Linked DNA regions of Mus musculus: all the other regions are linked to region 5. A link is a contact called in public Hi-C, HiCAR-type, HiChIP or PLAC-seq and promoter capture Hi-C data. All regions are on one chromosome and are shown on one strand. Each heading gives the region's core, a stretch centred on a gene start, on an enhancer-like site or on the middle of the called end of the contact. The rest is flanking DNA. Distances are from core to core; before and after follow the strand shown. Region 1 holds the start of Vezt (vezatin, adherens junctions transmembrane protein). Region 2 holds the start of Ntn4 (netrin 4). Region 3 holds the start of Metap2 (methionine aminopeptidase 2). Region 4 holds the start of Amdhd1 (amidohydrolase domain containing 1). Region 5 holds the start of Tmpo (thymopoietin). Region 6 holds the start of Arl1 (ADP-ribosylation factor-like 1). Region 7 holds the start of Snrpf (small nuclear ribonucleoprotein polypeptide F).

The links. Promoter capture Hi-C pulls out the DNA fragments that hold promoters and counts their contacts. Hi-C and Micro-C count contacts between places; a contact is called where the count stands out from the background. HiCAR-type assays count read pairs that join an accessible place to other places. HiChIP or PLAC-seq counts read pairs in DNA pulled down with a chosen protein or histone mark. Capture Hi-C pulls out chosen DNA fragments and counts their contacts.
Region 1: a Hi-C map of CD8 T cells shows a contact between it and region 5, with 4 times the contacts expected there. The contact joins the promoter of Vezt here to the promoter of Tmpo in region 5. A contact is called at or near these places in 3 of 39 promoter capture datasets (hippocampal neurons, pre-B cells and second pharyngeal arch cranial neural crest), 3 of 484 Hi-C or Micro-C datasets (CD4 T cells, CD8 T cells and pre-B cells), 5 of 115 datasets of contacts at active chromatin or transcription factors (embryonic forebrain, large pre-B cells, memory CD8 T cells and 2 more) and 2 of 9 other capture datasets (adipose tissue and liver).
Region 2: a HiCAR-type map of astrocytes shows a contact between it and region 5, with 5 times the contacts expected there. The contact joins the promoter of Ntn4 here to the promoter of Tmpo in region 5. A contact is called at or near these places in 2 of 115 datasets of contacts at active chromatin or transcription factors (astrocytes and embryonic stem cells).
Region 3: a contact with region 5 is called in a promoter capture Hi-C map of pre-B cells, with 4 times the contacts expected there. The contact joins the promoter of Metap2 here to the promoter of Tmpo in region 5. A contact is called at or near these places in 2 of 39 promoter capture datasets (hippocampal neurons and pre-B cells) and 3 of 115 datasets of contacts at active chromatin or transcription factors (astrocytes, large pre-B cells and stem cell-derived neural progenitor cells).
Region 4: a contact with region 5 is called in a Hi-C map of B cells, with 9 read pairs. The contact joins the promoter of Amdhd1 here to the promoter of Tmpo in region 5. A contact is called at or near these places in 7 of 39 promoter capture datasets (the C10 cell line, embryonic stem cells, hippocampal neurons and 3 more), 1 of 484 Hi-C or Micro-C datasets (B cells) and 8 of 115 datasets of contacts at active chromatin or transcription factors (the 230-238 cell line, astrocytes, embryonic forebrain and 3 more).
Region 6: a contact with region 5 is called in a promoter capture Hi-C map of adipose tissue, with 2.9 times the contacts expected there. The contact joins the promoter of Arl1 here to the promoter of Tmpo in region 5. A contact is called at or near these places in 1 of 39 promoter capture datasets (erythroid cells), 1 of 115 datasets of contacts at active chromatin or transcription factors (large pre-B cells) and 1 of 9 other capture datasets (adipose tissue).
Region 7: a contact with region 5 is called in an H3K4me3 HiChIP or PLAC-seq map of pro-B cells, with 10 times the contacts expected there. The contact joins the promoter of Snrpf here to the promoter of Tmpo in region 5. A contact is called at or near these places in 9 of 39 promoter capture datasets (the 3T3-L1 cell line, 3T3-L1-derived adipocytes, the C10 cell line and 4 more), 1 of 15 datasets of contacts at CTCF or cohesin (large pre-B cells), 4 of 484 Hi-C or Micro-C datasets (CD4 T cells, CD8 T cells, embryonic stem cells and 1 more), 11 of 115 datasets of contacts at active chromatin or transcription factors (acute myeloid leukemia, astrocytes, differentiating embryonic stem cells and 7 more) and 2 of 9 other capture datasets (adipose tissue and liver).

The regions. Positions count from the first base shown.
Region 1 is chr10:94,034,008-94,037,757 of GRCm38.p6, forward strand. It overlaps Vezt (vezatin, adherens junctions transmembrane protein), which reads right to left and starts at 1,792. Exons shown (of 12, transcript NM_172538.5): 1 at 1,663-1,792. The coding sequence starts at 1,698. Fgd6 (FYVE, RhoGEF and PH domain containing 6) reads left to right here and starts at 1,994. Exons shown (of 21, transcript NM_053072.3): 1 at 1,994-2,303. The coding sequence starts at 2,288.
Region 2 is chr10:93,639,185-93,642,965 of GRCm38.p6, forward strand. Ntn4 (netrin 4) reads left to right here and starts at 1,865. Exons shown (of 10, transcript NM_021320.3): 1 at 1,865-2,324. The coding sequence starts at 2,270.
Region 3 is chr10:93,889,677-93,893,021 of GRCm38.p6, forward strand. It overlaps Metap2 (methionine aminopeptidase 2), which reads right to left and starts at 1,526. Exons shown (of 12, transcript NM_019648.3): 1 at 1,421-1,526; 2 at 1-598. The coding sequence starts at 12.
Region 4 is chr10:93,537,613-93,541,412 of GRCm38.p6, forward strand. It overlaps Amdhd1 (amidohydrolase domain containing 1), which reads right to left and starts at 2,421. Exons shown (of 9, transcript NM_027908.1): 1 at 2,222-2,421. The coding sequence starts at 2,358. It overlaps Ccdc38 (coiled-coil domain containing 38), which reads left to right and starts at 3,020. Exons shown (of 16, transcript NM_175488.6): 1 at 3,020-3,197.
Region 5 is chr10:91,170,042-91,173,532 of GRCm38.p6, forward strand. It overlaps Tmpo (thymopoietin), which reads right to left and starts at 1,578. Exons shown (of 4, transcript NM_011605.3): 1 at 997-1,578. The coding sequence starts at 1,272.
Region 6 is chr10:88,729,965-88,733,308 of GRCm38.p6, forward strand. Arl1 (ADP-ribosylation factor-like 1) reads left to right here and starts at 1,450. Exons shown (of 6, transcript NM_025859.3): 1 at 1,450-1,600. The coding sequence starts at 1,597. Gm4925 (predicted gene 4925) reads right to left here and starts at 1,137. Exons shown (of 1, transcript NM_001037166.2): 1 at 1-1,137. The coding sequence starts at 752. The coding sequence ends at 354.
Region 7 is chr10:93,587,859-93,591,263 of GRCm38.p6, forward strand. It overlaps Snrpf (small nuclear ribonucleoprotein polypeptide F), which reads right to left and starts at 1,800. Exons shown (of 4, transcript NM_027246.1): 1 at 1,681-1,800; 2 at 140-265. The coding sequence starts at 1,683. 4933408J17Rik (RIKEN cDNA 4933408J17 gene) reads left to right here and starts at 1,555. Exons shown (of 4, transcript NR_045810.1): 1 at 1,555-1,912.

The DNA.
Region 1 (3,750 bases), core at 542-3,041, 2.9 Mb after region 5:
TTATCTTTTGTAACAAAATGTTTTCTAAGATAGGGTCTCTCCTATCTCACCCTAGTCTCTAACTCACTAAGTAGCTGATACTTTGAAGTTCTTATGATGCTCTTAAAAGCACCTTTTGAGTGCTGGAATCCCAGGCACGTGTATACCACCCTATCAGGTTTGTGTGGCGCTGCCAATTGAACCAAGAGACTTGTGCATTCAAGCCAAGCGCTCTACCCATTGAACTACATCCCCAGACCAATAAAACTCTGCAAACCAAAAACACACTTATTATGTCCAGAAACCAAAGAAAGCAGGGTAAAAAAATAAAAATTTCAGCCACCTACTTTTTTCTCCTCTTTATCTCCCACATTCAATCTGTAGCCATTCCCTCAATTTCATATTAGAGATGAATATCCAAGTCAGTATTAATTTTTCTGACTTCCAAAATGTATGCCTTTGTCCTCTCTACTCAAGTCCTCATATCTAGACCCTTCATAATAGCAAAGCAGTCATATTTCCCTCCTCGATACTGTAGCTATATTAAGTCACTTTGCAACCCTCCATACTCCAGCCCCTAAAGCTGCACGTTCAGTATTGTCACCCCACCCCGATCTTTGGCATACATAAAACCCTTTTCCTGGAGTACATTTTCTCCCATCAATCTTCCTAATTTCATTCAGAGCTGAAGATTTACCTAGGGTATCACTTGCTGTGTGTAGCTTTTTAAAGTGCTATGAGTGGACAATGGGTTCCAAATTATGCTTCCACGGGCAGTTTTTAGATATCTCAATACTTCACATTCTGTACCGTACCTCACCCTCCCATTATACACCACGGGGGATTTCTTCTCTTTCTCTTGTATGAATTCCCTGAAATCTAGTTGGCTGAGGGAAAGTATGGCATACATATTCAATACATACACATACACGTTCCAGGGTGTGGGTATTGACCTGTCTGATGGGGTAAAAATGGCACTAAAGCCATTAACTAGGCTTTATTTTTTAAATTCAAGATGGCAGAGACATCTTAAAATAGTCCAACACAAAAGCATTCACATCCAGACCAGAGCTTCCATTCAGAACTGGCTACACTTAGCGCAACAGCAAGGACAAAAGAATGGAACCTAGGTGCTGAGACGCCAGAGCTCACACCATTGGCCACAGGTCTCACTTAACAGACCTTAAACCCCACATAGAAAGGCACCTGCTGCCTGCCTGCATTCCAGAGGCCACACCTTGATGATGATGATTATGATGATGATGATGACCGGAGGCACTTATGGATTAACAGGCCCGCAAAAATCAAAGATAAAAAGGGAAGGAGGTTAAGTAGTAGACAGAATATCCAGCACGTTTCGGCCCCGCCCCAACGAGGCGCAGTCCAGGGCGGTGCAGCCATAGGGTAAGAACCGATCAAGGCTCCCGCCCAGGGCCGGTCAATTGCGCCGGGTCTGGGAATTCTGGGCGAGCTCGGGGCAGAGGCCAACCACGCCAGGATCCCCTGAGCTATACCTGTCAGGCGGCTGCAGCAAGTAGGCCCCGAAACAGCGGAGGATTGGGGACCCAGGCCCGCAGGCGCCCGTCACCCTATCCCTCCCCTCTGAATCGCTTTGCCTTCTCGCTCTTCCTTTAGTCCTTCGGAAACAAAGACGGTCCACACTCCCCGCCATTTTCTCCTCACCTCAAAAACCACCTCTTCGTCAAACTCCGGTGTCATCCTTCTCCGCCATACCACCCGCCTCAGCACGATGGGAAATGAAGGCAGGAGGGCGGGCAGCACCCAGGCTTCGGCTCCTGCCCACCTCGGGGGCACTGAAAACTACAACTCCCGGCATGCATCGCGACCCACGCCCCTTTCCGACCTGCTTATTGGAGAAGAGGGTGAGCGTGTAGGCTGGAGGGGCGGGAGCGGGCGGGCGTTCCAGAGCTCCTATTGGAGAGAGCTATGGCTTTTGTCTGCCTTTTACATCCCCTGACTACTAGGGGGCGCCTGGAGCGCGGATTTTTCTCTCAAGTTGAGGTGGGGCGCGCGTCCGCGAAGCCGCTGCGATCTCCTCTCGTGCGCGCGCCTGGCGATCGTCCCGGAGCGCGGCGGAGCGGCGCTCGTGCACGTCCCCCTGTCGCTGGCCGCTAGCGCCCGGGTCCGCCGGAGGGTCGCGGGAGCCGGCGTCCGTCCTTTGTGAGGCGCTCAGGCGGTGCGGGACGGAATGTGGGCGCTGCGGGGACTTTTGTCTTCTGCTCAAACTCTGGGGAGTGTGGACTGAACGGGAGCCATGGACTGAGGGCGTGAGCCGCGCGGGGCAGTCATGACTTCTGCCGCGGGTAAGTGGCTGCGCTCGCGCCGGGCTGGGGAGTAGTCGCGGCGGGCGCCGGCGGGCTCCGGCTCCCGCTGCGTTCCCCGCGGGTGGGCGGTGCGGGACTGGCGCCGGTCGCCCGCGCCCGCTGTGGGGTCCCCGGGATGCGTCCCCCACCCCTGAGCCCAGGTGATGGGACGGCGTCGCGGAGCTTGCTCGGGTTCCGTGACTTAGGCGCTGTCGCTGCCTGTGCGCGGTGTGGGAAGCGTGGAGTCCGGTGTGGAGGAGTCAGTTATTCTAAGCTAGGACAGTTTTCCAGCGAGTTGAAGAAACTCCGCCACTAGCCCGCGTTGCTTGAAAACCTAGTATTTATTGACTGAAACTCTTCGCGCTTGTAAGGAGGGTTGGATAGAGCTGTTTGCACCCTGGTGTTTTGAGCCCTATTACCTGAGTGAGTATGGACTATTAGTTGGTAAAATAAAACAAAACCGAGTTGCCCCCTCCCCTGCACCTACCCCTCCCTGTTTTTTGCTCATCTTCACCTTTTCCTTCCTTCCTTCCTTCCTTCCTTCCTTCCTTCCTTCCTTCCTTCCTTCCTTCCTTCCTTCCTTCCTTTCTTCCTCCCCCCCCCACCCCCCTCGTACCTGGACTGTGTAAACAAAGCCCTATTTTCAGTCTGCCTCCTTTCCACTCACCCAAATGACAAAGCCTCTCCTTACCTTTGTGTGAATTTAAGCACTTTGGCTCATTGTGTTGTGACCTTTTTAAGGAACAGTTTCTAATCTTCCAAATTTGTGTCCAAGGGACAGTCTCTTTATAAGAACACAGCACATTTTCAAAGCCAGAATTTAATAAGGTATGGGATATATTAAAGGCATCTTTATCCACATCAGAAGAAACTTTGATGAGAGATTTTGTAGTAAAAGAGCGTAAGTTTCACTTCAGTTAGGTCTAGAATTAGCACTTAAGTATCAGATTAAATTTTCTTTGCTTTTTTTGGCGTTTGTTTAACATTCCTGCAACTTGAAAACTGTCAGGAGAGCACACACACTAAATGTTCTGATTTGTACTTCTAAAGCCTTGAAGGAGTCACACTGCTAGGCAAAATCCGGATTACTTCAAACAGGCAAGAAATTAGTAACAATAAGAAAGTGAGACCTTTATTCTCTTTGAAGTGATGTGCATTCATCACGTGATCATCATGCACTGAGTTATTTACAAACGTTTCTCTCAGTTTTGGGATGTGTTCCATTTAAACAACGGATCGTTTTCAGCCCAAGTTTCTGTACCCTCGCCATCGTTCAGCTTTTTAAAATGACTGAATTAATATAATTAATTTAAAATAAAAACTTAAAACTTAATAATTAAAATTTCTAGAATTCAGTCAGGAAGTTTACGATTGTTTTCTTCAAATTAATCCAGAACAAGGCTAGCTATTTTTATACTTATCAACTTTACAATTAAGGAAATCCACA
Region 2 (3,781 bases), core at 615-3,114, 2.5 Mb after region 5:
AAACCACCACATTGCGCCCAGACAACATTTATTCGAATGCTCATTACCGTTTCTCTTGAGCTAGTCCACACTTAAAGTATTGCTGTGGAGATCCCACATTCCTCTAGAATCCTGGGAATCGTTCTTATTTCGCCGCTTTTCTTCTCAGTCTCTATTCTTAGCATATAACAATAGTTTTGAGATAACTGTCAAAACATTTATTGCATGTCTGACAAGTGTTTTCAGTTAAGAATAACGAGCAATGTAAGAAAAAAACCACATAATTGTGTCTTGCATAGTCTAAGTGTCTAGCTGCCATTTAAGGATCTTGCTGCTTTATTAAAGGAGCGACAAACCAGTTACAAAGCGATCAGGGGAGTACCCAGCAAATGCTTCTGAAATTCATAATCAGGCATGGATTAGCCCTGCCTCAACTTAATATATTGTCTCAGAGATTAATAGTAAATACTGTCTTTCTCTTCCTTTTTCTTGGCCTGTAGGCTAGTGTTTAGGCTGGGAGCCTTAGCCTGTTACGATCCCCTGTCGTTCATTTAATAAAAAGAACAGTTGGGAGAAGCATTTTAGCAACTGCATCAGAAGCATCACCTGTGAGAGCCAACGGAGGCTCCAGCGTGGCCAGTATTTGAAAGCTCAGAGTTTGTTTTCGAAAGCTGGTGACGGTTCTCATGTCGCCTGCCACTTCCAGTACTGGCCAAAATAATAATTTTAACGCCTCCCAGTGGATTATGCTAACCTCAACTCAGTTCCTTTAGAGAGATAGAAACCTATATGTCTCCAGCTCGGTCATTATAAATAATATCTACGTGTGCCCCCAAAGCTCTAATTGGCCCCATCTGTATTTCTGACAATTTATAATAACTGAATGGTATCTGCAAAGCAGTTAACTTTCTGGAAAATACTCAAAGACACACACTGAATGCTGCAATACAGAATTGCCTTCGACTCAACGTTTGCCAATTTCTTTGCATGTGTAAGCAGAACTATATTTTCAGAGAAGTTACAGAAGTCCCAGGCTGAAGTGCTATTTAATCTCCTTTCATAAACACCAGCCCTGAGCTACAATTAGCTGCTTGTGGTTGCTGCTAAATTGCTCCCCATAAGATATTTCATAACTTTATGGTTCCCCTGCTCACCATACTATGAAGAATGTGTGAATGCACCTAGGACCCAGGCATTCTTATGTCGATGCTCCAGACATAGATGTTCTTAAACAGTTGATTCCCTGATCATGGATCCTGGTCTTTCAGGCCGTGTGAGAACATCTTTTACACCAAACGGGTACACCTTCGACTCCTTTGGGCTGCACCCCCCAAAAAGGTAGCAGAGACTTAAAGGACCCTTGGCACTTGGTGCGCGTTCACTGGCAGTACCCTAGGCAGAATTGGGGGTCTGGGGTGGTCCTAACCCAGACCGTGGGACTCGCAGAGAATGGGTGCTGTGGAGTGGTGTTGGGGGAGGGGGGAAGGCTTGTTTTGCTGGGTGATTTTTTGGAAAGTAGTCGCTCGCCTGTTTCGCGGGTTTTTAAGCCCCTTGGCATGCCCTGACCTGATCCGGAGGGAGTCAACTGCTCTCAGGAATGTTCCTGGAGAAGGTGGGAGACTGTTTCCCAGGCGAGGCCCTTGGGTGCTGGAGGGCACCCGCGAGGTCAGGCAGGGAGATGCGCGCAGCGGGGGCTGCAGACACCCCCTCCCCCTGGGCGGCGGCGGCGGCGACAATGACCGGACCCGCGCGTCTGCACCGCCCGGCTGTCAAGCGCGGGGGGCGGGCGGGAGGAAGGGGTGGAGGTGCGAGGGGAGGAGGAGGGCTGGCACCGGAGCGCCGCGGTGTCGGTGCAATAAAAATGCATCCCATGGAACTGCCCATGGAGAAGGACGGGACCGAGCCTCGGCGGCCACAGAAGGTGGGAAAAGCGGAGGAGGACAGCCGGGAGGCGGCGGCGGCCGGGAAGTGAAAGGTCTCGCAAAGTTCAGCGTCGGCTGCGGGCGCCGAGCCCTGGGCGAGCGGCGCACCCGCCCTCAGGGCCGCTCAGCCGGCAGCGGCCAGGCCGGCTATGATCCCGGGGCTCCCGCCGCTGCTGAGCTGCCCGGGCCCCGCCAGGCCGGTGCGCGACGGTCACCCCGCCGCCTGGCGCGGCCCCGGCCCGCGGCTCTGTGCCCACGGTGCCCACTGAGCGAGCCTGGCGCTCCGGGAGGAGGAAGAACCACAGAGCCCCCGGTGCTCCCGAGGACCACTGCCGCTTCATCCCACCCGCTCCCGCAGCTGCCCGGCCATGGGGAGCTGCGCACGGCTGCTGCTGCTCTGGGGCTGCTCCGCGGTGGCCGCAGGTGGGTGGTGACGCGGCCGGGCCCCCACCCCTCTTCCCTTGCTCCTGCCCCTCCACCCAAGCTCGGGGGCTGGGGGATATAGGGGATCCCGGACCGGGAGCCCAGAGCTCGGCTATTGAGGATGAAGCCAGTGGCCATGTTCCGTCTCCTTTGCCCGCGACTCCGCAGTTTCAAACACTATTGATTTTTTTTTTTTCTCCTGCAACTGAGATACACATGTCCTTGAATAACCAGATATCCTGGGTACGCCCTGCAGAAGATACAGAGAGATCAATGTTTCTTTCTGGGTTTGGCTTGGGGGGGAAAACTGCCTCTGCACTTGGTGAGGGGGAACAAAGGACCCAGCTCGCCATCCCCGGGCTCTCCATGGCCTGAGGAGTGACGAGGAGGGGTGGCCCAGAGACCCTGGGCGTGCGTGGGCCGAGACCGATCTCTCACTTAGAGAGATCGCCACCTTCCCGGATCTCATTCTGTGTACTTGAGAGCCAGGTAGGGCCACCTGGGGTGAGGGTGAGCGCCCTCTTCCCGGGGCGTTGGCTGCAACGCTGTAGAACTCGGAACTGGGACCATGGGGGGTGATCACTCAGGTGGTGATTGCCCGGAGCTGGCTGACTGCCCCTGGGGAATCGGTACCCTGGCCGAAGCTCTGCAGGAGGTCGGAGGCGGGTCTGTTCCTTGGCTCAGTAACTGGGTTACGGGCAACGGGCAGATGCCCCTCTCCCCTCCCGCTACGGTCCTGTCTCTCTTGGACTGTCTTTAGGCCACCGGTTCCAGGCTTGCTGTGTCTGAGTCCCCGGGAGCCTCCTCTTTCTCTTCTCCCCCTCCCTTCTCGCAGGCCACCTGGTTTTCAGCTAGGTTAAGTACAGCACAGTGGGGTAGTGGGGAAAAATTGTGAGGGTCTGATTTCATCCCCCACCCCAAACCCCTCAGACGGACTTGACTTGCTCCTGAAAGAGACGTGTGGGTTAGAGGAACCGACTGGAAGGTTCCAAGCCCTGGGGCAGGCATCTCTTCAGTTGGTCTGCTTCCATTCTTTTCCCCAGAGCTGCCAGCAACTAAGTCCAGGCTTAAGAGGCTGCGTCCTCTATCAGGGTGCAGCCTGTGTTTGCACTGATAACTACTTCTTATCAAAATTATTAGTGGGTGGAAACTTTTAAATTATTCATTATTTTTTTTTACCCCCAAGGATCTGTCAAACCGCTCACGGTTAAAAGATCTCTCTTGAATTCTTCCTGATCGCACTTCGTATGATGCACTACAAGTCCACACTCCCCCTACTTTTCATAAACCTTTCCCTTTTCAAGTCATGCTATGGCAAACAAAACAAAACAAAAAGCCAAAAACAAGCAAGCAAGCAAGCAAGCAAGCAAGCAAACAAACAAACAAACAAAAAAACCCAACCACCACCACGGGAGCAATCAAGAGGTTGGGAATAAAGAGCACTGGGGGAATGTTGC
Region 3 (3,345 bases), core at 276-2,775, 2.7 Mb after region 5:
CACGCCCGCCATGTTGCCCGAGAAAGAGAGAGGGAGAGAGAGAGAGAGAGAGGGAGCGAGAACGAGCGGCGAGGGCCCGCTCCTTCTTCACCCACCTCCACCAGCGACGCCGGAAGCCGCGCTCGATGGTCCGGACGCAGGGAATGCTGGGACGGCGGAGGACTCTGCAGCACGCGGTCTAAGTGCCCGCCCCCTCTCCTGGCTCAGCGCTTACTCTGACCCTAAGCTTCTGCACCCCCTGTGCGCATCTTCCCAGCCTGGGAAAAAGCAGGGGGGCTTCGCTCCAGAGTGCGCAGGAGATGCCACTAACACGAGGAATTTAGTGTTCCCTATTTAAAAAAAAAAATCCTACAGGCAGTGATGAGAGAGGGTTAAAATAATGTATTTATCACACACATTCTTGATGACTCAAAGACCGCGTTAAACTCACTGTCACAGCTCGCGGGGAAGCTGTCGAGAAGCGTGGGATAATTTTGGAAGCCGGAATTCCGCGTTTCGTATGCTGCACTCCAAACCTCCGATGGTTCAAGATAGGATCATCGCTTGGAGGCGGTTAATCCGTTTAATCCCAGCACTCCGCAGAGAAGCGGGAGAATCTCTGTAAATGCGAGGCCAATATGGTCTGCAGAGTGAGTTTCCAGGATTATTTAGAGACCCCGTCTCAAAATAAAAGGACACTACGTTCTCACGCGTCTCTTATTTTGAGACAAGTGCAGGTTCTGACCAATGGGAACAGGCCTTCCTCAATAATGCCAAAACACACACTCTTCTTAGTTTTCAGTCAGTTCTTCACTTTTAGATGCTTCAACAAAGTATGCTTGAATTCTGCCCATGTCTTTTCCCCTAGTGCTTCATCAGAGTCCCTTATTCAGATTGCAATTTTCTTTTCTTTTTAGACCATTGCCAAAGTAGATGGTGAGTAGCTATCTGGATAAACCAAGGAGTTATCATCAGTAAGGATCTTTGCCCAGCTAGAGAGTTCTGGTGTTTTCATTAGTTTTAAACTAGGTACCAAATTTCATTGATGTCAGAATAGCTTCGAAGGTTCTCTTTGTTAGCGGTTTCACTTTATACAGGCCTGACCACAGCTACATAAAATGGGGCCTGGGAGTGTGTAGCTCAGCGGTTGAGCACTTGTTCTAATGCTAAAGACCCTACATTAATCCCCAGCACTATAAAAACAGAAGCAAAGCCTAGTGGTGGTGCACACCTTTACTGAAAAAAGGGATCTTTAGGTCTGATGGTCTCTGTTCTAAAGGTAGAACGAAGATGGCAGAAGCTAGAGGTCATAGAGAAGTAGTAAGCTACTGCTGGTATCAATACCGATGAAAGTGTAGGCAAAGGCTATAACTGGGGACCAGGGACAAGAGGCTTGAAGACAGAAATATTTCTGAAGTATAATTAAGAGAATATAACTGACCTTGATCTTGGAGGCGGGGGAGAAGGTAAGAATGGCACCCAGGTTTCTGGCCCAGGAGGCTGTGGATGAGGTGGAGTCAAAGATAAACTGCCTACATCCAAAGGTTGAGATCCCTGCAGGGCATGCAGACAAAGATACCCAGTCATCCTGAGGAATGTTTACTAGAGATAGGGATGCTAGCAGCATTGGGCCCAAGTGTGGCAGAAGGCTTGAAAGTTCAGTGACCAAAGTACAAAGAAAACCAAGAGGACACTGGTGTTTGCAAGTTTGGGGGTTTGATTTGGGGGTGGGTATTGGAGATTCTGTCAAGGAGCACTGACTGCTCTTCTGAAGGTCCTGAGTTCAAATCCCAGCAAACACATAGCTTACAACCATCCATAATGAGATCTGATGCCCTCTTCTGGTGTGTCTGAAAACAGCTACACTAAACTTACATATAATAAATAGATTAATCTTTAAAAAAAACCTACTACAGAAAGGGTAGACGGCACAGTCTCAAAAGACGCTGTTGGTTTCTGGTCTTAGGAAGCCACTGATGCTTTAATAGGACAACTTTGTTAGGAGATACTAACAAAAGATATTAAAAAGAAATTGGAGTGCACTAAGGATCTGCTTTGAGGATGAAGAATCCCAAACCCATTCCACTAGGGAATTGTAATCCTCTCCTTAGGGTTCTGGAAAGGACTTTTCTTGAAATTAAACATATTTTCCTTGCCCTCTATAATATTTTTCCTATATTTTTTTGGCGGGGGAGGGGAGAGACAGTGGGAGTGTTTCAAGACAGCCCTGGCTGTCCTAGAACTCTCTCTGTAGACTAATAGCCTCAAACTCAAATATCTGCCTGCCTCTGCCTCCCAAGTGTTGGGATTAAAGGCAAGTACCACCACCAACAACTATTTTCTTTATCTTTACTGTATCTCATGACATCTCAAATTAGCTTTTATTTTACAATGTGTTATTAGCTTCTCTTTGCAACTGCAAGAGTAGTAAAATTCTTCTAACTCAGGATAGTCCCCTCAGATTTTGTCTTAATAGACTTTCTTCTTATCTTGTAACAAAGTTGTTCTTGTAAAAGCATACACTTAGTAGTGGAATTCTTCACCTTCCTCATGGTCTCTGTCTAGAGACTACAAACTAGACACGAGCTAGAGACATCCAGGAAGAGGAAACTTCAACTGAGAGCATGCATCCATCAGATTGGCCTGTAGGGAAGTCTACAGGCACATTGTCTTGATTAAATGATTAATGTGGAAGGGCCCAACCCACTGTAGGCAATTCTATCCCTTAACCAGGTGTTTCTGGTTGGTGGTATAAGAAAGGAAGCTGGGTAAAGTGTGATGGTTTGTGTACACTTGGCCCAGGGAGTGGCACAATTAGGTGTGGGTGGCCTTGTTGGAGTAGGTATGTCTGTGAGTGTGGGCTCTTTTCTTTTCTTTTCTTCTCTTTCCTCTTTTCTTTTTTTTTTTTTTTTTGTTTTTTGTTTCTTGTTTTTTGTTTTTTTTGTTTTGTTTTGTTTGGTTTGGTTTGGTTTGGTTTGGTTTTTTTGAGACAGGGTTGCTCTGCGTATCCCTGGCTGTCCTGGAACTCACTCTGTAGACCAGGCTGGCCTCGAATGGGTGTGGGCTTTAAGGCCCTCACTCTATCTGCCTGTATTCTGCTAGCAGCCTTCAGATAAAGATGTAGAATTCTCAGGTCTTCCTGAACCATGCCTGCCTGACTGTTGCCATGTTCTGGCCTTGATGATAGTGGACTGAACCTCTGAACCTGCAAGCCAGCCCCAAATAAATGTTGTCTTTATAAGAGTTGCCTTGGGGGCTGGCGAGATGGCTCAGCCGGTAAGAGCACTGACTGCTCTTCCAAAAGTCCTGAGTTCAAATTCCAGCAACCACATGGTGGCTCACAACCACCCATAATGAGCTCTAACA
Region 4 (3,800 bases), core at 1,171-3,670, 2.4 Mb after region 5:
AGGGTTCTACTTTCCCAAAGTCCTAGACCCCTAGATTATGCCTGAAACACGGGACCATCCAGAGTAAAGACTACATTTCCCAGACTCCCCATTAGTCACTGCTGCCCATCAGTTGGGACTCTGAAATGCCCTCCAGAGGTTCCTGTGTTGAAACTGTGGTCTCCGATGTAAGGCTCTGGAAAAGTAGACAGAGCAGAAGGCTCTGGTCTCATCAGGGAATCAGTGCATTGATAACTTCCTAAGTTGTTGGGGTATTTGGGAGATGCTGGAATTTAGGACATGGGACGTGACTGAAGGGAGAAGTTCTTGGGAGCATGCTTTTCAAAACTATATCTTCTCCCTGGATCCTTTCTCTCTCTGTGTCTCTGCGTCCTGGTCACCATGGGATAAGTGTCTTCCATCTCCTGTGCCCCACCCTGACACCAGGACATTTGGCCCTGTGGTGACAAGGCCTCAGAGTGATGGAGCCGGGCACAGTGAAACCCACTAGATCTTTCCTTTGTTCCTGTCCCAGGCATTTTGTCACAGTGATGGAAAGCTCACCTAACTGGGGAGGGGTGCATTTAGAGGAGGGCAAATTCAGGAAGAGAACAAGAAACTACATTTGAATTTTGAAAAAAATTGTATTCTGATTTTTGAATCCGGATAGCGTTTTATCTGGCCAAGTTCTATAAAATGCCCACTTTGCAGTAAATCCAGTGATGGAAAGGACCAGACAGGTTGGAAGCTGACCTATGAATGCAGGTTAAACACAAAGCCCTCACTTGGGACTCCCTACTTAGGAATTCCTCTTCTGTCAGAGGTTTGTCCTGGTTGACATGGAGCTGACTTAACCAGGAGCCACAGGGCAAAGGGCTCTGCGGAGAGCTGGAGGTTGAAGCACACACCACTTCATGTGTGCTGTTGGACTTTAAATGAGTTCAGGCCTACGATGGAGATCTCTGATGGCCTCAGCCTGTGTGGGATGACTCTGGGGGTGTGGGGTTCTCTTCAGGACCACATTAACCACACAGCTGTCCACCTTCTAAGAATGTGGGCTGTCATTCAGTGGTGGGTTTTGGAGTCATGTTTGAACAAAGTGCACATCCAGTAACATAATTACTCAAGGAAGCTAGAAACCACCTTCCAAAGGTGTTAGGAGTTTTGGCCCTTTAGAAACTATTAACATGGAATAGTGAGGCTTTACTGTTTACTACTAAGTGGGAAAAAGAATAAACTACAAAATAATACACATTCATTCCTTCTCTTTAAAAGGTGTGAGTGTTGACACATTTTTATTTACTTTAGAAAACAACCCCAAAGCAAAGCGCCTGTGTGTTAACCTTAGTTCCCTGATGCAGGGCTTGAGTGATTTTGCGGGTCAGCCGTAGGTTTGTTTGTTTTACGACATGGTCTCACTTGGCTGCCCTGGAATTACGTAGAGCAAGCTGACTTTGAATAGTCTACCCCTGCCTCCAGAGTGCTGGTATTAAAGACATGGCCACTATGCTGGACTACATAATGCACACCACAGGTGCTTTTTGAGGGGGGAAAAAAGATGTAATGTTAGTTTTATTTAAAAGTATTTTTTTAAAGAGGGGCATGTCTTTGATCCCAGCATTCGGGAAGCAGAGATGAGTGGAACTCTGTGAGTGAATTCGAGGCCAGTCTGGTCTACAAGAGTCCAGGACAGCCAGGGCTACACAGAGAAACCCTGTCCTTTTTTCTTTTTCTTTTCTTTCTTTCTTTCTTTCTTTCTTTCTTTCTTTCTTTCTTTCTTTCTTTCTTTCTTTCTTTCTTTCTTTCTTTCTTCCTTCCTTCCTTCCTTCCTTCCTTCCTTCCTTTCCTTCCTTCCTTCCTTCCTTCCTTCCTTCCTTCCTTCCTTCCTTCTTTCCTTTCTTTTCTTTCTTTCTTTTTTTAAGTTCTTGATTGTTTTTTGAAACAGGATCTCACATGCAAACTCTACATACAGTCAAGGATGGCCTTAGACTACAGACCTCACCTTCTGCCTCTTGGGTGCTGGGACTGCACACCTGGATCAATATCCGGGATTTTAGAGCAAAAAAGAGTCTACAGACTCTTCTGGAAACAACAAAGCAAACCCACCAGCCAGTACTTTAGAAGCTATAATGGGATCAATGATCAATGATCATAATGAAAGATGCCCTGAAGGTGTTTTGTTGGAGAAAGAGCTTTCGCTCCGGAACCCCATCTCGCCTGTCCCCAGCTACTGGCTACTCACGTGCCCACCACCACGCTGGCGCCCTCCAGCACCGCCAGGCTGCGCAGCGCAGACCCGGTCAGGAAGCGCTCGCCGCGGGCACACACCAGCACCACTTGCTGTGCGTTCTCCAGCAGGAGGCGGTGGCTGCTCGTCATTGTCGCTCTAGCCGCTGGCGGGCTGCGGAGGACAGGAGAGCCTGCGAGCTGTGGCTCCCGGGCAGGGCGGGGCGGGGCTGGGCAGCGTGGGGCGGGAGCTGGCCAGCAGCCAGTGACCGGGACAGGAGCAGTGCCAACCAGAGCGCCTGGAATAAAGTTGGAATAAACTTTATTGTGGACGCCAGTCTTTTCAGGTCTCCTTTCCAGGTTTGGAGTAAAGGAGGTGATGGTTATATCACCCCCTCCCCAACCCCTAACTTCTGGATTAAAAACAAAACAAAACTGAAATTTAGCCACCACCGGAAGTGATCAAGTTGGGCGAGGTAGATGCGGTGCAGTGGCCAAGTGAAGTGTTGTTGGGAAGGGCTCACACAGAGACGTCAGTGGTGTGTGTGTGTGTGTGTGTTACAGTGACAGAAACAGAGGCAGACACAGTGGGGTGTGTGTATGCGTGTGGTGTGAGTGTGCATGGTGTGTGTGTGTGTGTGTATGTATGTATGTGTGTGTGTTAGACACAGTGACAGAAACAGAGACAAAAACACACTGTGCCCTGGGAGCTGGAACTTGAACCTAGCAAACTTGCGCTGACAGGCGACAGGGGCACGGGGCAGAGGCTCACGGTGTCCGCGTGACCCTCCTAGCCTGGCTGCGGGTGCCACGCGTGTTCGGTTGGCCAGATCGGCGCTTGGGCCTGGTAGTAAGCGGTTCCCAGGATGAAGGGAGCCTGGAGCAGGGAAGGATGAAGCTGAGACACAGAGTATCAGTTTGGTGCCTCTGTCTGCTTTGTCCCGACCGCCTTCTTGAAGGATAGGTCTCAACAGTGATCCAGACTTGTTGAGGTAAAACCAGATTTGACCCGGGTGTCTGACACTCCCCCCCTCCTCCCGAGTGTGGTGGCTTTCACACACACCACTGCACTCAAGGTTGTAGACAGACAGTATCCAGATTGTTTAAAGAACTGGCAGGCAGGATTTGTAAAGAATACATACACACACACACACACACACACACACACACACACACACACACACATACACATATACACACACACATAAATTTTTTGAGATTACAATGACATCATTTCCTGATTTCCTCTTAAACCACCCTTGTTCTCTTTCAAATTCAAGACCTTTTCTATGGTGTGTGTGTGTCCCTAAATACATAAATACAGCCCACTTGGTCTGTATAATGCTATTTGTACATATGTGGTTTTAGGGCTTCCCCCCCCCTTGGTCTTTTTTCTCTTGTTGAGATAAGTCTCACTGTGTAGCCCTGGCTGTTCTGGAGCCCTTTATGTAGATCAGGATAGCCTTTTAATTCAGATCTCTCTCTCTCTCTCTCTCTCTCTCTCTCTCTCTCTCTCTCTCTCCCTGGTTCCCCACCCCCACTCACACACACACACACACACACACACACACACACTGCACATCAGTGCTGAGACT
Region 5 (3,491 bases), core at 328-2,827:
AGTACATACAAAAAAGAGGCTTTGAGTTCAATTCCCAGCACCAAAACGAGAGGCAAACCGCGATACCAGTCAAAACATTCACATGCTTCTCGAAGATTTAAAACACTCCAAATCAACACTCATAACTAATTTTTAATGACTTGAATTCTGTTAACTAAATATAAACCTACAAAATACTATTTAAAACGTACCCCCAAAAAGCCAGCAACCAAAAAAAAAAAAAAAAAGGCAAAATGATACACACCGGCAGGAACGCATCTTACATCTCACTGGCCTGAGGCATTCAAATTCAAATACTGATACATCAGTATGTCATAAACTTTTCTTTTTGCTTCCGGATCTTTACTTCCTCCAGCAAAAATCTTACAACGATAAAACAAAACGCTCACTAGCTGGGATTCTCCAGGATGTCTACGGGAACAAACTTTTCCAAATGCAACGTACTTAAAACGTCCCGTTTACAGTACAGCAAACCCACTTAAGGCGGGGCCTGATGACTGGAAGAATATGACACGCGAGGAAACAAAACGGTTCAAAAAGCCCTCCATCTGTTTAAAAAAAAAAAAAAGTCAACAACATAAAAAGGCGGGAATGCCTTTATTTAAAAAAAAAAAAAAAAAAGGCCAGAAATGACTATGTCGCAAACTGCCCTCCAGGGAGCGCTCTGACACTGTTGCGAGTCACTTCGGCGCTAAAGCGGGAAAACGCTACAACTTCACCTCGCGCGCCGGGGGCCAAGCCTGTCGGGCTTTAGAAAACGGCTCGGAAGGCCGCGTCTACACCCACTCCGGACCGTGCACCCGGCCCGAGCAGCCAAGCAGCACAGCCGGGGCGGCTCGCACCGAGGACTCCCCTCTCCGCGCCTTCCCCGGCGGCCTCGCGATCGGGGCGCCGCCGCGGGCACGGGGAACCCCGCGAGGGGGCCAGCCCCGCCGCCGAGCACGCGCCGCGGCCGCCAAACGCCCGTCTCCGCGGCCCCGGGGGGGTTCGCCTTACCCTGCCGACGGCGCCGCGGCCGCGACCCACGGAGGCCCCGGAGCCGAGCACCGGCGTGGGCTCGCGCTCCTCGTCGCTCGAGAAGTCGGGCGGCCCTTTGCTGTTGGCTCCCGCGGCGAGCGGCGGCCGGTTGCGCGCCGTGAGGTGCTGCAGGTAGAGCTGCACGTACACGTCCTTGCGCTGCTCGCCGGCCGGGAGCGTCACGTTGTTGGCGACCAACTCGCTCTTCAACTTGTCTTTGGTCAGGACCGAAGGGTCCTCTAGGAACTCCGGCATCTCGTCCCCCTCCTTCTCTCCTCCCCGGCCCCTCACAGTCGCCGCCGCCGCTGCTCACGCCGGCGCGCTCGCTCGCTGGTCCCGGGGGCTGCGCCCGCCGCCTCGGGAGATCCCTGCCCCGGAGCGGCGCCGCGGGCACGGCACAGAACTCGGGACACAAAACCCAGGTCCGGCCCCCGCCACAAAAAGCCCCTGGCGCACGACTGGGGAGCAAGTGCAGCCGAACCCGGAGCCCGCAGCGAGCCGAGCCCATACACAAGCTAGTGCGTGGGGTGGGGTGGGGGGAGCCTGGCTCGCGCACGCCCCAAGAACGCGCGCCGCCATTGGCGGGCGCCCGGAGGAAGCGCGCCACCCATTGGCTGGGCGGCTCGCGCGGGTTCCAGCCGCCGCGGCGCAGGGCGAGAGGTGCAGAAACGCAGTTTAAAAGGCGCTCGGGCGGGAGCTCGGGCGCGGGGCCCGCTGTTTCCTCGGCTCTCCGCCCTTCCCCTCGGACGCTGATAAGGGATGGGCGGTACTGGGTTTGCACGCTGTTTCCCTCTCTCCTGGCCCCCTGCACCGGAGAAGCCTCGTCCCGGCCTCGATCGCCTTCGGACGGGCGGAGTTCTGCGCCAGCTCTCTTGAGGACCCTTTGCCCGGGCCTGGCTCCTTCCCGGGACACCGAGCCCCCCTGAAGAATGGCGGCCGACTGGCCTTGCCCCCTCCGAGTGCTGGCCCTGGAGGGGAAGCGTGAAAACCAGACAGGCTGTGGTGCGGGATGCGCAGGAAGTCAAATCCCCTCGGTTCGCAAACGCTTCTTTTGTCTGGAATCTAGGGAAAGCCAGACTTCCACAGCTGAAGGTTTCCATACAGCTTTAGTTTGTTACAAAATTGCATTTTTAAGTCTCCCTTTGCCTTCTTTTACCAAACCCTTTGGTTTCCATAGTTCTTGGGGCTTAAAACAAATGCCTTCTTTGTATTTTTAAGCCGTCTAGGTTAAGACCCCCACCCCAAGCACCAAGGATTTCCCCTAACTTCATCAAACCTAATGTTTGGTAATGGAACAAGATGAAACGCAACATTTAGAAAGTCTCTAGTATTCAACTTTATGTGCCTGTAGTGGTGCATACTAATTTTTTAATTTTAGAGGGAGCCAGGAACCCTGTAAAACTCATGCTGCTGATTCAAGTTAGCGTCTCAAATGTGCCACAGTTCTGTTTTCTGGAACACAATACTGACCAGAAATGTTTCCTATTAACAAATTACATATATGGGCGAACATGATCAGAGTTAAATTTATGTAAAAAGTCCGCAATAAGATGTGTAGTTAATAAACGCTAATGAGCCGGGCGTTGGTGGCGCACGTCTTTAATCCCACCACTTGGGAGGCAGAGGCAGGTGGATTTCTGAGTTCGAGGCTAGCCTGGTCTACAGAGTGAGTTCCAGGACAGCCAGGGCTACACAGAGAAACCCTGTCTCGAAAACAAAAAAAAAAAAAAAACAAAAACAAAAATAAAAAGCGAATGAAAGCATGTATAGTGTTTCAATGTATCTAGGGTTTTGAACAATGTGAATGTCTACACAGGAAATGGTTCAGGACACTGCTCGTGAGAGGAAGCAGCTGACCTCAGATTCAGAGTCTCTTAATCATTCCCTCAGTGTCTTAAGCTCTAGATTATGTTCTATAAAAAAGCCTTAAATTTAAGCATGAACAAAATTAAAAATATGAACAAAAATATTTAAACTGTGCTTACCTATGTCTACATGGTTAAATTGGAAGACGTTGAAAAGCAAAACCCTCAGTAAAAATGGACCTATAAATCTGAAGATAGGTTTTCTTTTGTGTTTTCAAGACAGGGTCTCTCTATGTCGTCCTGACTCTCCTAGAGTTCACTATGTAGACCAGATTGGCCTCGAACACAGCTCTGTCTACCTCCTCCTGAGTGCAGAGATCCAAAATGTGTGCCACCACTGCCTGGCAGAACATTATTTTCATGATAGATTATTTTCCTAAAGGGAATTTATTGTGTTAATTCCCCCTTTTAAAAACTCAACATTAGCCGGGCTTGGTGGCGCAAGCCTTTAATCCCAGCACTCGGGAGGCAGAGGCAGGTGGATTTCTGAGTTCGAGGCCTGCCTGGTCTACAAAGTGAGTTCCAGGACAGCCAGGGCTACACAGAGAAACCCTGTCTTCAAAAACAAAAACAAAAACAAAAAAGCATTGTAAGTCTTGAGCCCAGCAC
Region 6 (3,344 bases), core at 200-2,699, 2.4 Mb before region 5:
ACGCCTTCAATCCCAGCACTCGGGAGGCAGAGGCAGGTGGATTTCTGAGTTCGAGGCCAGCCTGGTCTACAAAGTGAGTTGTAGGGCAGCCAGGGCTACACAGAGAAACCCTGTCTCGAGAAAAAAAAAAAAAAAAGCCCCAATAATGCTAGACTAAATCTTAGGCAGTTTGTAAATTTCCAAAAAGATGACCATTTTCATTATAAACCAGAACATAATAATGCAATGTTTCCATGTGGAAGAAAACTTCCTAAAAAAGGGCTATTATTATTTCCGGCGAAAACTCAAGAGCTTGAGATAATTGTACTTTTCTGTTTTGAGAAACTTAACAGAAAATAAGCCAATTTTTTTGTTCATTTTCTGCATTTGAAGTACTCTTCAATGACATCTTTCGCCTGAGATTCTTGGCCAAAGTCCTTAACCACCACACAGCTGCAACCTATCACTTTCCGAGGTTTCCCCTTTCGATCAATTTTGCAGAGGCCTACCCATTCCCCCAGCTTCTTGTTGTCATCAACCTTAATTAGGTTGATCTGGTGCTCAGCACAGAGGGTTTCCACCAACTTGATGTACATAGGTTTATCACAATTGGATGCAAGCACACAGAGATGGGCTTGGCGCTTGCCTAAGGCTTTGGCAGCTTCGTGAATTCCTCGCGCTAGGCCATCGTGGACCAGGGCGGTCTTCAGCACCTCTTGCAAAGCCGTATTGACGTCCATGACAACTCCAGCAGCAGTGCCTTCCTTAGCCATGGCGTGGGTTACAGGTGGATCCGACCTGGAGCGCGCCTCGAGCCTCTGAGAGGCTGCGCAGAAGCAAGACGCGTTTCTAAGAATTTTAAGAAACACCAAACCCTTTCACTATCGAAAACTACCTAACTTCCAACTCAAGTTGCAGGAGGCAAGAAGTTCCCAGTTCTGCGGAGGCGGAAGGGTGGTCGGTCAGGTGGCCACCCAGAGATCAAAAATTAGACACCTCGGGTACGAGGGTGCCCCGTGTTGGTGGTATGCAGTGACTGCGGGTGAGCTTTCTCGTTATTATTACGTAACCCTGGCTCCTCCTGCGGGAATGCATTTAGAGGAAAGTGGACCGCCTCCGCAGATGTGCAACCACCGGGACGCTGCAACCAGCGCCAGCATTCTGTGCCTTCGCTTTATCGAGCTTTTATTTTCCGTTGGCCGATTCGCCACTTTATGATATCAGAATTTAACACGAAAAAGTCTCATTTTAATATTTGAGAAGGCCTTATTGTCCAGAAAAGTGGAATCAGGAAACACTTTTGTCTTAAATTTTTTTTTGTTATAGTTGTGGCGTTCATTTCTGCTACGCTCAGAGCGCCTGGGAGTTGCATCGAAAGCGCCGACGCGGACGCCCAGACCTCCGTGTCCAGCGCGCAGTCGCAGTGGCCTTTCGCCCCGGCTCCCGCCCCCGCTGGGTGGACGACGTGGAAGTTGCTGGCCGACCAGGCTTGGAGGAGTCCGCTTCGGAACCGGAGTCCGGGAGTAGCGGAGGTGGCGGCGCCCAGGCTCAACTAGGAGTCGCTGCCGAGTCCCGGCCTGTCTCTGAGGATCGGCGAGGGCGCGGCGGCGGTTCATCATGGGTGAGGAGCGTGGGAAGGGCGTCAGGCGACCGAGGGGACCGGCCGGGCCGCGGGGCAGCTCTTCGCTACCTTGGCTCTTCACCTGCAGGGAGATTCCGCCTCCCGGCTCGGTCCTTTGCACCCGCGGGGTCCGGACTGATCCCAGCCCGGCCTTTTCCCCTCATCCTGCATCCCCCATCTCGGTTGGGTAGGCGGAACGGGGCGTCGGGTGCCTGGCAGCCAGGCAGCTGAAGGTTCACCGAGGTGTCTGATCCTTCGTGGAAGCTTGGTGGCATCGGGGTGGGTGTTGGGACTGCGTCACTTCTGAGAAACCCGAGGACCGGTGTTGTTTGTTGATCCTTGCGCTGCTCCTGTCTGCTCGCCCGCTGTAGTTAGCTGTCCGTAGATATGGTGGATGGAGTTAGGTGGATTGTGAAGTCCGGTGGGACAGGGAGTGAGATGTTCATGTCGCTTCGCTGATTCGCACTTCTCCAGGTGAGGGAACTACGGTAGACGTCCGAGCGCACCCGACGGTGGTGATGCTCCGGTACAGGTGGAGCTTCTAGGAGTTGCAAAATCTTCGGTTTCTGTCAGTATTTACTCAGTTTTCTCAGAAGTGTGTGGATCCGGTGCATTATAGTTCCGTTCGGTTCTCTGTAACCTTTCGGCGTTGTTTTTCCAAATCTAGACGTCTAAACGGGCAAAAGGACTTTGTCAGGTCACACCCATTCTTTCTGTATACAGCTTGCTCCGTGTTCGCTTTTCTAGAGTGGGCAGCTTTAATTCTGCCATTCCCCTCAAATAGCAAAGTGTAATATCTCTTCCTTTCTTCCTCCTCTCCTCTCCTCTCCTCTCCTTTCCGTGTGCGTGTGCGTTTGTATGCCTACAAGGGAGCGCTGTTGGAAGTCAACCCTTAGTATGCTAGGCAACGCCCTTCTGCTGAGCTGTATAGCCCCAGCCCTTTTAAAACTTTGAGATAGGATCTCACTAAGTTGTCAAGTCTTGAACGCAACTCACTCTGCAGCCAAAGGTGGCCTCAGACTCACTGCTATTGGTTTAGCCTCCTATTGGACCACTAGCCAAAAGGCCTTGCCTTTTATTTTTAAAATTGTGTGTGTATCCGTGTATATTATATGTTGAGCATATTCTTCATATCCCCCACGTTTCCGTTTTCTCACTTTCTATTGTGAATCTTTTTTTTTTTTTCCTCCCTTTAGTGACTTTTGAAGGCAAAGTATTTGTGCCACAAATGCTTTTACATCTCAGGGTGCCTTGGGTACATAAAGGTTCCTGGGAATATTTTATAAAGTAGTGAATGTCGGGGTTTTTTTTTTTGTTTTTTTTTTTTTTTTTTTTTTTTTTTTTTTTTGTCTAAAATATGAGTTTCTAATGCACTCAGGAAACAGAGGCAGGCGGATCTCTATGTGAGTTTGAGGCCAGCCTGGTCTACATGCTGATTTCCAGGGCATCGAGGGCTGCAAAGTAAAAGATCCTATCTCAACAAATACTGCCCCCAAATAATAATAAGCAAGCAACAACAAAAGTGGTTTGTTGAGGCAGTTCTGTGGGTTAGTGGAGAGTGCCCTAAAAGTTTATATTGGTACTGCCACTGTACAGTGAGTGCTCTGTCACTCAGAGCACCCCATTGTGCCGCTTTTCCCCTGCCTGGCGCTGTGGTATCTACGGGTAAGAAGGAGACTGCACTAAGTTACCGTGTCCTTATTCTATTGATGAGAAAATGAACTGGACTCCTGAGGGGCAGTGT
Region 7 (3,405 bases), core at 550-3,049, 2.4 Mb after region 5:
CATACTTTAATCTCGACTCCACTTTCTATTGTCAATCTGTGCGCATTCCCACCAGTCTCAGTAAACCTTTGAGGAGTAAGGTGACACAGTAGAAACCTGGTTTCCTGCTCCTCACCCATGCTCCTCCTCCTCAGCATACCTGCATGTTCATGTAGCCATCCACGGAGACCAGGTAGCCCTTGTACTCCATGCCCCACTTAAGTTTCACCATCACTGGCTTCCCTGTCAGCCCATTGAGAAAGGGCTTGGGGTTGAGGGGTAGACTCTGTATAAAAACCAAAGGCAGCACTCAATAATTTTTGCTTACCTCAGCTTCCACCACCCACTCTCTACTGAGACACCAGTCAAGACTTTATGACACAGGGTAAACTCCGATCCACCATCACTTTATAATTTGCTGGAGGGTGTCTGAGAGAAATTTAAGTACCCATTTAGCCAACTTCATAGTCCACTGACAGAAACGAAAATATGAATTATGCAATTAAATGTCGAATGACAGATGGGAGTGGGGCAAGTGTGTAACACAATGACAGGGCACTGCCCTAGGATACTTAGGTCACTAGTTCCATTTTGAGCACTGCCGAATGGACAAAAGCCCCAAATACCTACATTATCCAAGCTCTAAAGGAATCAAAATAAAGGTACAGGGTGGTCTCTGCAGACATTAAAAAAAAAAAAAAAGCTCAATATCGTCAGTGAGAGGGCCTCTTAATGCTAAATCAAGAAGTATTATTCCCTTTAAATTCATAACCACCCCCATACTCCATTCCACTCACACACCATCCCAAAGAATCTTGGAGAGCACAGGGTCTAAATGAGTAGCCAATTTACGCTGCCTATAATTTATCATCCACAAACCACTTATCAAGTCATGTACTATTGTGACTTAAAAGAATGCTCCAATGGTCTCTAACTGCACTTGACAGAGCCTCATATTTCCTAGGAGGCGTTAAGGTCCCAGGCTGTATTTTAAAACCATCATTCTTGCAAGCAGCGGTCAATTCTTGTCAATTCCAACTGGTCAAACCTACTTTCTACTTGGAACTCGCGCAAGAAATACTCTTCCACCTGCTCTGTGACCTGGATGTCTGGTTATTTGACACCTTCTGGAGAAGAGCGCTCCTCCACTGCGTTATAACTAGGCAGTGCACCTCTCAGAGCATCCTATCAGCTCCCTGCTTAACAATCACCGCTACTTGTAATTGCTTATTTTGTTGTTATTATTTGACGGCTGCCTACCTCCCACTCCTAAGAAAACGCAGAGTCTACCTTACCACCCCATCTTCCTGGCGCCTAAGATCAGTATTAAATGAGTGGAAGGGTAGCCGGGGTTTTCTGCGCCAGAGGACAATCTGCTAAAATTGTCAACAGCAAGGAATAAATGGCGCACTGCGGAGCGTGCTAGGTAGAAATGGAAAACTCGCTTCGGTTTACCCCTACCCTGTGAGCCCAAACTAGGCTACACCTCAGGCTCCGGGACAAACAACACGCGGAAAGGTGGCTGGGGATCTCGGGGAGGGGAAGGGCTTCCGCGCGCGCGCCGCCAAGGCCTCCGACGTCGGGAGCAGGAGCGAGCGGCCAGCCGCGCGGCGCCTCGTGGGGATGAATGGGAGGCGCAGGGGGCGGCGGGCCCCGCGAGGCCGCCCGTCCTCCAGCCCCCGCGGCGCTCATCGTCCTTACCATCGCGACCACCGGCGAGCGCTGCACCCCGCTAGCCGCCGACTCCGCCGCTGCCCGCCCCTCGTGACCGGAGCGGCTGCCGCTACAACCAAGCGACCCGCGCTAAGAGAAATGGCCGACAAAAGCGGCCTGACCTTTCACCTCACGCCGCGTTGTCTCGGCTTCTGTGATTGGCCACCAAAGACGTGTTTACTGATTGGAGGGGATGGCGGTACTGTTTCCTAGCAACCAGGTAAGCGTGTGTTTGTGTCCACTGCTCAAGTTCGAAGTGGGAACGATTGAGCGACCCCAATGTCTTTGCTTCGGGACAAGGGGAAGCTAAGTGCCCTGGCGAACGGACTTGGTTTCTTTAGCTAAAGAAGGTTTAGTCTGTCCTTCAGCTGAAAGAACGAGATCGGGTTCTGGAGGTCATCCTCCCATAGATCCAGCACTTGGGGAACACCTCTGGCACGGCCCCCCTTTTATGGGACTGTTCTTTATTACAGAATGTCCGTCCACTTGCGGGTTTTTAAAGGAAGCTGGGGTAGCAAGACTACGTGAGTGCTAGTGAAAAGCACTCAAGTGGGGCTTTACAACAGTTGAAACCAGGTCAAGTTAAGTCTCGGATAATGTGGTGGCCTCTTGTCGTTCTGATGTCTAAGCATTCCCAGAACCAGAGGCCAAAGGAGGTCCGTTTACGTGTGTTTGTGAATAGGATGTGGGGAATTATTGACGCTACCACAGGTTAATCGCTCTGATGGAAAGTTATCGATCAGAACCCCGTTTAATTTCCCCATAATCTCAACATTTCAGTATCGCTTCACCTGTGATATGAAACCCGTGTAAAAAGAGTACTTTTTTCTTTTTCGGGAGATCTAACCCTATATGAACCTGAACGGTTTTTTGTTTGTTTGTTTGTTTTGTTTTTTTGGCATGGATTCCCCAAATAACTCGAGATTCGAGATTGGCCCAGGCCTAAGCCTAAAGACTGTCGTTTATATTATTAAAGTATGCCAACACATTCTGGGGGTGTTGGCTCAATGGAGAAGAGCGCTTTTCGCACGTGAAAAGACCTGGGTTCGAATCCCATCCCCACATGGTGGTGACTCACAACCATCCAAAGTTTCATGTGCCGGGGACCCATCTCTCTCTTTTGACTTCTGTGGGTGCCAGGCCCTCCCGCGGTGCACATGCGCACATGCAGACAAAACATGATAAAGAAAATTTTAAAAATGATGCTGCTAATCTCAGATACATTTTGATCAGACCGAAATCTTAGCTCGGATTTTTTTCCCATGGTAATGGAAGAATAATTACTGTTCCTGACACTCAAATATGCTCTACTTATTCAGTCAGCATTGACAAATTTATAAATCTTAAACTCACAATCCTGGGGATACCTAGTCCAACTTCTAATTTAATACTGTAGGTGATGAAATACTGGGAATTAGACTCAGACAGATTCATGTTAGTATTTTTCTCCTTGTATTGAGCTGTCTTCCGTATTCTGCAAAGGACCAAGAGTAAAATGCACAAGGAGAGATACGTAATAAAACCAAGACAGACAGAATATTTGTCTCCCAGGTTATGGGAGAAACCAAAGTTACAAGACTGGGGGATGTACCAGTTACAAGTTTCAAATTTTCTACAATATTTCTACAAGTCCAAGCACCCAGAAGAAGCAGTGTTTCAGGTCCTCTGACCTGTAGTTCCTCAACTTCTAAGCCCCATCATCTTTAGAAAACA